Linked DNA regions of Mus musculus: region 1 is linked to region 2. The links are chromatin contacts, called in public Hi-C maps. All regions are on one chromosome and are shown on one strand. The core of a region is the stretch at or near the end of the contact, and the rest is flanking DNA. Distances in the headings are between cores, read along the strand shown.

Evidence for each region. A called contact is a pair of places that touch in the nucleus more often than the background predicts.
Region 1: a Hi-C map of B cells shows a contact between it and region 2, with 6 read pairs. The contact joins the promoter of Dnajb5 here to the promoter of Ubap2 in region 2. A contact is called at or near these places in 2 of 39 promoter capture datasets (cranial neural crest and pre-B cells), 2 of 484 Hi-C or Micro-C datasets (B cells and CD4 T cells) and 1 of 115 datasets of contacts at active chromatin or transcription factors (large pre-B cells).

What each region holds. Positions count from the first base shown.
Region 1 is chr4:42,948,122-42,954,781 of GRCm38.p6, reverse strand. Dnajb5 (DnaJ heat shock protein family (Hsp40) member B5) reads right to left here and starts at 4,915. Exons shown (of 5, transcript NM_001355438.1): 1 at 4,778-4,915; 2 at 3,839-4,306; 3 at 1,397-1,641. The coding sequence starts at 4,020.
Region 2 is chr4:41,272,892-41,278,950 of GRCm38.p6, reverse strand. It overlaps Ubap2 (ubiquitin-associated protein 2), which reads left to right and starts at 3,816. Exons shown (of 29, transcript NM_026872.1): 1 at 3,816-3,911.

The DNA of each region.
Region 1 (6,660 bases), core at 3,666-6,165, 1.7 Mb before region 2:
GCTGGCTGTTGAGGAAGAGGCAGGGTGGACGGCAATATAACTGACTTCTCAAGGCTACTTCTCCTTCCTTCAGTCTCAGAGGTTTTCCCTGGGTCACAGTGCACTTGATCTACCCCAGAACTCAGTGTCTAGGCTTAGGGTCCGAGTCTGAGTGTTGCCTTCACTTGGGCTTTGTCCCGATTGAGGTGGGGGAGGAAGTTTCTGGGTAGCTTCTCCCATCTTCCTATCAAAGGTTGGGCTAAGGGCAGGAGCGAATGCAGTTCTGAGACTGGCCACACGGGGGTGTGGTGCCCGCACTGCTTCCTTCTTTCCCACTCCCAATACTTCCCATCCTCCCAACTTAGCTGGGAGGATGCTGGGGATTTGAGCAGGTGCCTGGTCTCTCTGAGAATTGACAAGTCTGGGAATAATCAGGGAAAAATGGGATGAGCTCGCAGCATGGAGACTAAAGCGGGGGTGGGGGTGCGGGGGGGTCGGCGGGGGGGTCGGGAAGATGGGGCACAGGGAGGAGAGAGGCAGAGATGAGCAGGACACAACATGAAGAGGTGACACAAAGAACATTCTCTTGAGCCCCTGCACTTAATCAGGAATAGTACATGTCATTTAGCCTGGTTCATTCTGAGGGTAGACTGGGGAAAGCGAAGGGGACAATGAAAGAGCGGAGGATGTCGTTAGGAGGAAGGACAGTTCTTCCCAGTAAGGAGAGTCCTCAGCTGTGACAATGTCTCTTAATATAGCCTGACAGGTGCCCATGGCTGGCGGGTGGCAGGCGCCCCGAGGGGCAGGCCCAGAATTAGCAGCTGCATCATGCCTGTGGGATGTGCTGGGAGGAGCCACCCTCCCAGGGACTTTATTTGGGCCTTTCCTGCTGCCCTCCCTGTGCAGGGCCACCAGCTGCCCTAGGGAGAGGGTAAGATGCCAGCAACATCTCCCCTTCCACTCCTGGACCCCTGCCACTTCCTCTGCCATCCTAAGGGGGGTTGGGGGGGGTGGCAATAACCGGTTCCACTCAGAACTCTAGGAGTTAATTCGCTGGCTGGCTAGTCAGGGGCCAGACTTTTTATGCTGATGAATGTAAATGCCGTCCTCAGAGAGTCACAGGCTCTCTCTCTCTCCCCAACCTTTCTGATCAGCCAATGAAGCAGCGGGCACTTCAGGCAGGACTAATAAGGCTGGGAAGGGAAGAAGGTGGGGGGAGGGGGAGGCCTCTGGCACAGTGTCCAGGCCTCTCTAGGGCCAGAAGGGGATGAGGGAGGGAGAAGAGTGTGGTGGGGAGGAGAGTGAGTCGGGGCCAGGTAAGTGAGGGAACTTGCCTCCCTCAACGCTGCTGCTGCTCCGAGAACCAGGGCTCACCCAGGGCTCCAGACAAACGGGGTCTGGTGCTCTGTCTCCTTACCTTCCTCACCATACTGGTCGTACAGGCTCCGCTTCTTAGGGTCACTCAGCACATCGTAGGCCTCAGCAATCTCCTTAAACTTCTCCTCGGCGTTGGGCTCTTTGTTCTTGTCTGGGTGGTACTTCAAGGCCATCTTCCGATAGGCCTTCTTGATCTCATCCTCATTGGCCCCAGACGGGATCCCAAGAATCTTGTAATAATCTTTTCCCATCACAGCCACTGGACCGGTGCTGGGCTCCTTGTTCCTGAAAGAGCCCAGGGCCAGTCTTTGATGCCCTACTCTCTACAGCCCAGGCCCACTCCTGATGATCCTGCAGTCCTTAAATGACTCCCTGTGTGACCTTCAGCAGGTCATGCCTATTCTCTGGGCCTCTGTCTCCCCATCTGTAAAATGAAAGTTTTGGGCTAGATGATGTCTTCCCGTTCTGACATGAACCATTCCATGATTCCGTCTCAGCTTCTGGCTGAAGATTGTGGCCTACTTCTTGGGGCTAGGCAGAGGCCCAGGCCCTTGGGGCCAGCCTGAGGACCCCCGAGAGGCCCTTCTGAGCGAAATGGCACTGTGGACTGACAGACACACACAGAAGCTGGCGAAGGTCAGTGCACTGAGTGAGGTCACCTGAGCTTCACAGTCTCTCCTACGCCACACCTCAGGCATGATGCCCGGGCTGAGGACAGCTGGGTCAGGAGCCTAGGATGGGGAACAGGCTCCAGTCTCCAGCCAGCTGAATTGGGGTATGGGAGTTTGGAGTCTTTTCTGCCACCGGGGACCCCAGATCTCTCTGTCCTTGTCCCCCAGACTATGCTAAGCCTCACATGTGACTCAGATCACAGAGTGACTCACACCTTTGGAAACTGCTGTTTCTAACACCCTCGTTAGCAGGGGGACACTCTCTCCCCCAGCCAGGGTAACATTGCCTTTACTCATTTCCCAGTATTTACACACTGAAGTGTGACTGCTTGTCTGCGCTGCCTAAGCACCAAAGGCAGTGAACAAAACCATCAGAGAAACGGCCTTCTTAAAGCCTAGGTGCCAGGAGACCATGGACACTAACCTCCATGTCTTAAATCCCTTTGCTGCAAGCCCCTCCTCTACCTACCCTTACATTTTAGGATCTGACTCCATGCTAGGCTAATACTCCTAAGTGGGGCCCAAGGACATCAAGCCAGGGTTCCTACTCTTAACCTGCTTCCATCAGTGGACCTGAGGAGGATATGAAGGGAGGGGATATGAAGGAGTGGCCACGTGCCATCCTTTAGCCTTTTTGAGGTGTAGCCAACCCTTGTAAAACAGGGAGAACCAGAGTCTTTCTAACAATGTCCTGGCAGCCAGAGCTGAGGCCTGCCTTTCTGCCCCTGACTACCTCACAGTAGTAAAGTGTACAAGGCGTCCTGGCAGGAGTGAGGGCTGTGACAGTTAAGGGGGCCCCAGATAGGCAGGGAGAGTGACCTTAGCTCCTGCCTGCTGCAGGTGGCTAGGTTGACTCATGGTACTGAAAGCCACCTCACTCTGACAAAGAGAAGGCACTATAAAGGCGGGTACTCCCCCATCTCCCCACACCAGCATGTCACGCCTGTGGGGGAGCCTAGAGTTGGGGGAGGCAGAGAAGAAAGATCATCTGGAGGAGGGCAGCCATTTTCGGAAACGGCATTAAAAGCAGTCTGAGAGGGAGATGGGTGGTCTGCCATCTTTGCCTCAGCCCACACTTTCTCTCCCCCAGGACAGGAAGAAACCTAGAACAGCAGCAACAGGGTGCCCAGGGAACTCCAGCGGCTTCCAGGCAGAGGGCAGTGACCCAGCTTACCAGCCCACCCACCGTTTGTAGTCCTTCAATATCTCTTCCCCACCACAGCCAGCTTCCTCTCCGGCACCCACCTGCTAGCTGCTCTAGACCCATAATTCTCTTGCCTCTACAGACACAGGGCAAACTCTCAGGACCTGCCTCCTTTCCCTCCTTCTTTCCACCCTCCTTCCCTCTCCCTCCCCACAAGCCACGTGGTAGGATGACAAAGGAGCCCCAAGGCATGGCTCTGCCTTTGATGAAGAATGAGTATGTCAAGGTAGAGCTAGGGATGAAAGAAAAAATGAGGACAGATAGCAAGAGGGACCATCAAGTACAGGGAGGAGACAGGGTCTGACGGACAGGGATGAGAGATGACAAAAGGAAAAGGCTGAAGTGGACCACACGTTACTGATGGGTTGGGAGGGAGAACCTAAGAGCTGAAATATTGGAGATATTCGTGGAAACATGAGTTTGAGAGAGAGATGAATGACATGGGGTACAATTCATTCAAAAGTACAGGTGAGGTCAAGGGGACTCATGCACATACCGGGGGGAGATGAGGATGACAGGGAGGAAGGAAGGAGGCAATGCAGGGAATGGCTGATGTGGAGAATCTGACTTGGCATGGGTATGAGCGCCCTTCTCAGGAGGGACTTACCGAAACTTTACAAACCCATTCAGCGTCCACGCTCGAAGTTTTAAGGGCTCCAGCTGAATTTTAAACATCAAGCTGGCTAAGAAGTCTTCTCCCCAGAAGTGTGGGAAGCTCCGGAAAGCTCCTCGAGCCTGCAGTGGGGGTGCTGCTGGGGGTGGGCAGGACAGCACTGTGCGCTTAAACATGCCCAGCCAAGCCCCTCACCTCTGATCGCTCCACCGGAGCCTGCTTGGGACGCTGTAGCTCTGGAAGCCACCTCCTCAGATTCCCAGAGGCCGTGACCCAGCAAGGCCTGTATCGTGCCCAGGGAGCTGGACCCGGTCCCCAGGTGTAGAGTGCAGAGAGAGGATCCAGTGGCCACCTGCTCTCAGGTGCAGCAGTGTCTGGCTGAATGATGTGAGCGCCTGTTCGGCTGTGTGACAGTGAGGCTGGCAGTGACAGTGTGTAGTTGTTGAGTGGCAGCGTGTGTACCTGTGACAGGTGTGATAGTGAGGGCCTGAGAGTCAGTGAGCTCCTCTCGCCTCTCTGGGGAGGACCCAAGCCCAATCCCCAAGAACCTACTCAATGAAGTCACTGACGGGGAGTCTCCTCCCCCGCAGATGGGCGGGGAGGGGCGGGGCAGAGCCGAGCCTGGCCCGGACAAAAGGCGCGGCAGGGAGAGGAAGGAAGGGGGTTCGCGCGGGGGAGGGGGGTCGGTGATGTCACCCCAGCTGGCTGGCTGGCCTGCTCAGAAACGCCTCCGCCCGGCGCAACCCAATCCGACCCGACCCAACCCGACCCTTGTCGCAGATACCCAGCACCTGGCAGACCCCGAGCTCCCAGGCCCCTCACCCCTACGACAGAGGAGACTATGGGCCCACGGTGTCCCAACCCCCCATACCAGGACCTCTCTTCTCGACGCCCCACTCCCGGGACCCCCGAGTCCTCGCTCAGCGCCCTCACCGGTGAGGAGCTGCGGGCGCCGCCGCGGTCCTTCTATCAGCCGCTGCCCCCTCCCCCGGCTCCGGCTCCGCCGCCTCCACTCGGGACAGGAGTCGCCTGCCCGCCGGCCGCAGACAGCGGGACCGGGAGCCCGCCCCCACGGCTCCGCCTCCGCGCTTCCCATTGCCCGGTCTATCCGTCACTCAGCTCAGACTCTTCTGTGATTGGATACCTCTCAACGAGCGTCCGGGTGATAGCCACCTCTTCTCCGCCCCTGTCACCCGGCCACACGCGCACACATTCCGGGCAGTGATTGGTGTGGGTGTGATTGGTGCCCTCTGGGATCAATCAACCACACCTCTTCTCCATCTCGTCGTGTTATTGGTGAAAAGAACATAGGGAGGCAACTCCAGGCGCCCTTTGATTTTATTGGCTGGTCCCTGTGATTTCGACCCAAGCCAGTGTGGGCAACTATATTAGTCCAGTCTCCAGTATGAGAAGGTGAGACATTCTAGCCACCGCCTGAGTCCAGGGAGAACCTTCTGGAACGAGTGCAACCTCAAAGACAACCTATTAGGAAAGCTGCACTCATCAGTTGTTGGTGACACCAGGCATTCTTTCGAGTCGAAGGAGAGGCAAAGGCTCTGGATCAGTATCCAAAGCTCATCCCTTCTTACTCGTCTTCTATCAGATTGTGATCCAACTTGACCTGGCCTGGTTTAGCTTTCCCTTGTCTTGACCTGGGATTGACCTGCCATGGTTTAACTGTAACACAAAACAGAGCCGGATAGAGCTGAGATTCTAAGTGCCCCTGTGATTATCCTCTGCGCTAGTAACTGGTAACACCTTCCTGAGTCTCTGTCCAGATGCCCTCCATCTTCAGTCCTTTCACAGCGGCTCGCTTAGGAGCAGTGGCTTCTCAGCCACTTGGAGTCCACAGTGTCCAGTTCAACCTCGTTATAAACTAACCTTCCATCTTCTCCTCGCTGCCCGCCCCCCCCCCCCGTCCTTTTTCTTACCCCCTGTGATACCTGGTCTTCCCTCACACCAAATTTCTGCCCTGTTCTGTATCTTTTTACTTCCCCCTCCATCTCCCGCCTTTTGTCTTAATTCTTAATTCAATTCCCTGCTTCCATAGTCTGCAATCTCATAGCTCATAGTTCCCCCTTTAATCTTTTACCTCAGCTTTTCATGATCCTCTTTCTTAGCACCCTCATGCACTGTCATCTCTGGCCCCCCAGCCCCCTAGTAAATCATTAAATCTCAGCCCCAGTGTCCCCGATACTCGGAGCAGGCGGGCCTGCGGAGGCGGTCGCCAGCGGAAGCCGCCGCTCCAGCAGACACCGAGCTTGGCGCCCACGTTACTGTCTCCCAGGCCCATCTGTGCTGGAGGGAGCGGGGGGGGGGGGTGGATGGGGGTAATCTGGGGGTGAAGAGGGGGAGGGGGTTCTTGGGAGATTTGGTGACAAAGGCTTGAGAAAATTCTCTCACCTTATTCTTCGCCAGTTCTCAGGACCGGATTTAGATATCTATGAGGCCATGAAGAGCAGTTGGAACTGTAAACTGAGGCTTGGAGTACCTAGGCCCCAGAATAGGGCAGGAAAGGGGACTGGGTCTTTGGGGGTGGGGGGCAAGTTCTGCATATTCTTAACAACCCTTCTTTTCCCATTGTTCCACATGAACTCCCAAGTGCAAAGGAATTTGAGTTTAAAATAGAAAAAGGAGCTAGGGTGAAAAGAGGAGTTGGGCAGAGGGGCAAGGAAGGGGGTGTGGAGCCCGCAGTATGAGGACTGAACAGGTATCTGGTTGAAGGAGATGGGATGGGAACTGGATAAGGGGGCCGTAAGATGCGGGTGGGAGGCAAAGACAACTGGGCAGGTGAGAGGAAGGGGAGATGGGTCAGG
Region 2 (6,059 bases), core at 2,567-5,066:
CAGACACTCGTGCACATTTTTATACACATGCATAATTAAAAATAACAAAGTAATTGTGGCTGGAGAGATGGCTCAACATTTAAAAGCACTGGCTACTCTTCCAGAGAACCAAGATTATATTTCTTTTTTTTTCTTTTTCCTTTTCTTTTCTTTTCTTTTTTTTTTTTTTCTTTTTTTTTTTTTTTAGTTTTTCCAGACAGGGTTTCTCTGTATAACCCTGGCTGTCCTGGAACTCACTTTGTAGACCAGGCTGGACTCGAACTCAGAAATCCGCCTGCCTCTGCCTCCTGAGTGCTGGGATTAAAGGCATGCGCCACCATGCCTGGCCAGGATTATATTTCTAGCACCTATGTGGCAGCTCACAGCAGAAGGATCTCTGAATGTAAAGCCAGCCTGGTCTACAGAGCAAGTTGTAGGATGGCCAGGAATACACAGAGAAGCCTTGTCTCAAAAAAAAAAAAAGTAAAAAAAAAGTAAAAAATATTAAAATAATCATAGTCTATTGTTGTTGAGACCAGGTGGTTTATGGATATACTAAATGAGCTGGCCCAATTCAGTCTAAATAGATTGGGTCTCAGGCTGGGGACAGAACACAGTAGTAGCTTGTCTGGCATGCCCGACAAAGTTCAATCCCCATATCAAAATAAAACAAAAGTAAAAAGACCCAGAGTCTCCATATCTTTTTATTATTCTTTCCTTCTACCTATTGATTTTCCTTTTGAGACAGATGTCCTGCAGTCCAGGCTGCCTCGAATTGCTGTGTGGTCGAGGTGAACTCCTTTTGAACCATCTGCCTCTACCTTCCTCATTTAGAGATCGCAGTAATATGTTACTGTATACATACAGCCCGCATAGCTAGACCCCTAGATTTCTCTGTGTAGCCTTCCTTAGCTGTCCTGGAACTCTCTCTGTAGATCAGGCTAACCTCTAACTCAGAGATCTTCCTTCCTCTTCCTGCAAGGGATTAAAGCTATAACCACTAGGCTAGCCTCCTGCCTACTACAAAGGCAAGAATTTAAGGCATACACCTCTCCCCCCTCTTTCTTTTCTTTCTCTCTCTTCCTTCCCTTTCTTTTCTTTTCTTTCTCTCTTTCTTTCTTCCTTTCTTTCTCCCTCCCTCTTTCTCCCTTCTTTTCTCTCTCTCCTCTCTCTCTCTCTCTCTCTCTCTCTCTCTCCTTTTTTTCCTCTCTTCTTCTGCTGAGACAGAGACTATCTGTGTAATCCTGTCTGTTTTGGAACTGGTTCTGTAGACCAGGCTGGTCTTGAACTCAGAGATCTGTCTGCTTCTGCCTCCCAAGTGCTGGAATTAAAGGTGTGTGTCATCACTGCCTGACTAAGTCTTTGACTTTCAATAGTGGATTAAAACATTTTTTAAAAATCTTTGATTTTCTCATACATTTCTACAAAACAAGAAAACATAGAGACTGAACTGACCCAACACAATGTTAGTAGGTCACTGGCCAAGAAAGATAAGATAGATCTACACATGGATAATCAGGATAATACGTTCTTTTTGTTACAGGTACAGCCTGAGCATTCTGTAATTCAGGCAGAAAAACAAAGGTTTCCCTTGAACTGGGCCGGACTGTTTAAATTTTCAATTGTCTAGCCAAGTAGGTTAAAGAGATCAAGTCTATTAGTAACTAGCAAATTAGTAATTAGCACTGAACCCCCATCAGTATAAGAAAATTCCCTTTCCATCTTGCTTAAACCAGCTGCACCTTACCTTATGGGTACAAATAGGGTTTGAACATAATTTTGTTTGTTGAGGGCTTATTGTTTACCAAGCAGACATTTTATATAATCTCTTTCTCTTTCCTGGGACAGGTTTCTCTGTGTAGCCCTGGCTGTCCTGGAGCTTGCTCTGTAAACTAGGCAGCCTGCATCTGCTTCCTGGGAACAAAGGCTTACACCACCACTAATTAACCTCTTAATTCCAACGTTGTGGATGTATCTAACCTAATAAGCTACACATAGACAATAGCCACATAATCACATTTTATTATGTGTGTTCTTTTGTTTTTGTTTTTTGGGTTTTTTTTTGTTTTTTTGGTTTTTCAAGACAGGGTTTCTCTGTATAGCCCTGGCTGTCCTGGAACTCACTTTGTAGACCAGGCTGGCCTCAAACTCAGAAATCTGCCTGCCTCTGCCTCCCGAGTGCTGGTTTATTATGTTTAAATGTATAATTTTTAACAAGATATAGCTCAGCTGTTTAGAGCAATTGTCTTTCCAGAGGATGTTGGTTTGATTTCCAGCACCTAGAATATGGATCATAACTATCTCTAACTCCAATTTCAGGGGACCCAATCCCATGTTCTGACCAGGCATGTATGTGCTACATATATACATACAGGTAAAACATCTATATATATATGAATGGTATATATGTATATATTTGAAATACATATTAATCAGGCATGGTGGGTGACTCTTGTCTATAATCCTTGAAATACCACCATTTGGGAGACCAAGGCAGGATGACTGCTGAGAGTTAGCGGTCACCATGTACTGCACAATAAGGCTAGGTTAGTCTGGGCTGGAGTTAAAGTGTTTTAAACATCTAAAAAAAAATTATTTATTTAATGTATGTGAGTACACTGTGCTGTCTTCAGACACCCCAGAAGAGGTCATTGGATCCCATTACAGATGGTTGTGAGCCACCGTGTGGTTGCGGGGAATTGAACTCAGGACCTCTGGAAGAGAAGTCAGTGCTCTTAACCACTGAGCCATCTCTCCAGCGCAACATCTATCTATTTATTTATTTTTTAAAGATATGCTAGTGATTAATCTTTATTTGAGTCGGCCTGTGGTGTCACGTGCCTTTACTCCCAGCACTCTGTGAGTTTGAGGCCAGTATGGTCTACAAAGCAAGTTCCAAAACAGGGAAGCCCTGTCTCAAAAAATCAAAAAACAACAAAACTCCATTACTTTTGCTTAATCTCCTGAGGTTAACATCTTTACTAAGAGGTGGATCAGGTAACTTCTCAACAAGGAAAACCTGATTTAGGTTTCTTATGCCAGAAAATAACTTTTCCTTTCCTATTTGCAAAACCGGTCCGATACTAGTAGCCTTTTGGGCTAGAACACCTCTAACATCCCGTTGGCGTTCAAGGAATGGTAGTTGTTTCCTGCAGAAGAGAGTTGGGAATGCAGAAAGCAGTCCACATTTGACTACATTGAAGTCTCGTGGCCTTCAGCCGAGGACGTTCTGGGTGTCTGGCTCAGCAGCTGGCGGTTGGCGTTTTCCCGCGCAGAGGGCAGGGCGGAGCGCCAGCCTCGCAACGTGGGAGCTAGACCCACTCTCCGCCAGAACTACACCTCCCAGCAGGAACCACGCTGGTTCGCTTGGCAGGTGGCACCCATTGGTACTAACTCGGAAGCTAGCCATAAGATGCTCGAATAAGTCAGAATCAGGAGTTGTACTTAGGAGCACGCTGAGAAAAGGCGGTCGTAGAGAGTGCCTTTGCCGCGCAGCACTCTGGGAGTTGTAGTTCGCCCTCAAAACGTCTAGAAGCCAGGCTTGCTTTGAGTGGCTGCACCATGTCACGTGACGAAAGAGCCGCACGCATCGAGCATCTTGCAGTGTTTCTGAGGTCATCATAGCGCGACCGCACGCTTTAATAGTGGGTTCTCTATAGGCGGCGGATAGTACGACCCTGAAATTCTGACCACAAGCAATGTCACCATCTCCGCCGCCTCCACATAGTTCCTCTCGCTCAGCTCCCAGAGCTGTGTTAGCCAGCCGGGTAACCCCGTTCAATCTTCAAGTACTGGCTCCACCCTCTCCCGTGACGTAGGGATCACGTGACGGGCAGGGCCGCCTCTGCCGCCGCCGCCGCTTTGTAAGAGGCACATTGGCAGGTAACGAGCGGCGGCGGCGGCGGGTCCCGAGTCCAACGAGAGCAGCAGCGGTAATTGTCACCCGGTCCCCTTCATCCTGCCTCCCAGGGCCCTGAACCTTGCAGTGTATGCTTTCTGGACCTGGGCTAAGGTCTTCTGAACTCCCAGCCCCCTTTGGGATGCCCCAGCGTCTACTCGGGTGGATCGGGCCGAGCTTCCCTCGCTGGCTTCATGTTTCCGTAGTGTGTCCAGGCCTGAGCACTCTCTTTCCTCTCCCGCTCAGGTTGCCCTGTGCTTCCTGCTCCACCCCCCACCCCCCATCCTAGTTGGCCGGCCCCACCCAGCCCCAGGGGGCGCCTTCCCCTCCCCCCCCTTTGGGTTTTTATCCTGGAGGGTGTGGTTTTCTCTCCCACCTCGGTCCCTGCACGTTGGCAGGAGCTCCTCCGCCACGCTGTCGCCCCATCCGGACCACCTTTCAGCTTTCTAGTCTGGCGCCTGTCCTGGGACTGGTCTTAGTGCCCAACTTCTGCGCTCTAGTCTCTCCCCACTTAATCTGAAGGCATAGTTCAATTTTACTACTTTTCATTACTGTGGTCTTTGGTGTTAGTTGAAACTCTGTGAGTTTCCTCTTCATGCCCTATTGAAGTCTGGTGGTGTCATAGTTTATTTATTCTTTAAGGTGAGGTAAGAGTGCTTGTGAACTGTAAAGCGTTGTTAGAAATTCAAACAAATTCTTTAGCCTGGTGCGTTCCAGCTCAGTTTTCCTAGTCAGCTCTCCCACCTTCCCCCCTGCATTTTCAGGTTTAGTTACCCAGGCATAGTCAGCTCTCCCACCTTCCCCCCTGCATTTTCAGGTTTAGTTACCCAGGCATGTCAACTGTCACCACTTAGGATTCGTGTTTTCTCTTTGGGTTGGTCTTGGAAGTCTTCCTGCAGTTTTTTGCTTTAACATAATCTCGTAGTTTACTACCACTAATACGCCTTTCTACTTTATTTCCAAGGTGCATAGTCTGCCTACTCTTTACTTTTCTCCAGCAATTGTGTACAGTAACAATTGGAGCTTTTAGGTGATTCTATGAGGTACCCAGAGATCATTTATTTGAAGAGCATGCCTTTTTTTGGGAGGGCGTTTTTGAGAGAGGGTTGCACTACCTAGCCAAGGCTGGCTTTTAACTTGAGAGCCTCTTGTCTCAGTCTCTCTAGCTCGCTCGCTCGCTCGATAGTTTTTACAGGGTTTCTTCATGTTACAACCTTGGCTGTCCCCCACTTGCTTTGTAGACCAGGCTGGCCTTGCACCCATAGAGATCCACCTGCATCAGCCTCCCAAGCACTGGGATTAAAGGCATGAGTCACCATGCACCTCTTGCTTCAGTCTTTCTATGCTGGGATTTCAGTTTGCATGGATTACAGTCAAACACTACTGTGCCTGGTTACAATGATCTCTCTCTCTCTCTCTCTTTCAGTGAATAGTGTTTATATTTATATCTTCTATTGTAAAGTTTTTAAGCTTTTTTTTTTCTTTTTTTTTCTCCTATTAATGGGCATGCTAATACGCCCTCTGAATTGTTTATTTTTGTTGTTGTTTAGTTTTTTTTTTTTTTAACCTCCCTTAAGTTTTTCAAGAAAGGATCTCTGTGTGGTCCTGACCGTCCTAGAACTTGCTCTGTAGACCAGGCTGGCCTTGAACTCAAGAGATTGTCTCTGCCTCCCGAGTGCCAGGCTTAAGGGCATGAGGTACCACCATCTGGTGCCTGTTCTTTTTTTAAGAGTTGGTTTTTCAAATAACCAACACTAAAACAGTAAATAAACCAACAGAGGGGAGGTGGCTATCATGCCTAAGTTCTCCTGTAGTGTAGCTTAGACATCGGGATGGTTCTTTGGTGTGCTCTTTACCTAGTTTAGGAGAGAAATTCTACTCTTTGGAGGTGGTCCAATATATCTTGTCTGCCTTCAGGGCCTTTTGGCTAGGGCCCTTTTCCAGTTGCTATGAGATTTGTCTTACTGGGCAAAGGTTTAGTTTCCCATTCTACACTTGATTGCTGTCATTATGTTCCTGCCTGATTTTTCCTACTTAGGGGTCATTTAAGTTCTGTAATTGATCCTCCCCTCACTCCCAGTGGGTGACCTTTATGTTTCCCACACTTCTGACCCCTCCCCCGTTTGTTTCCTTGCTGCCTCTGACTTTCAAAAACTAAACATTTCAGAGAGAGGGAGATTGT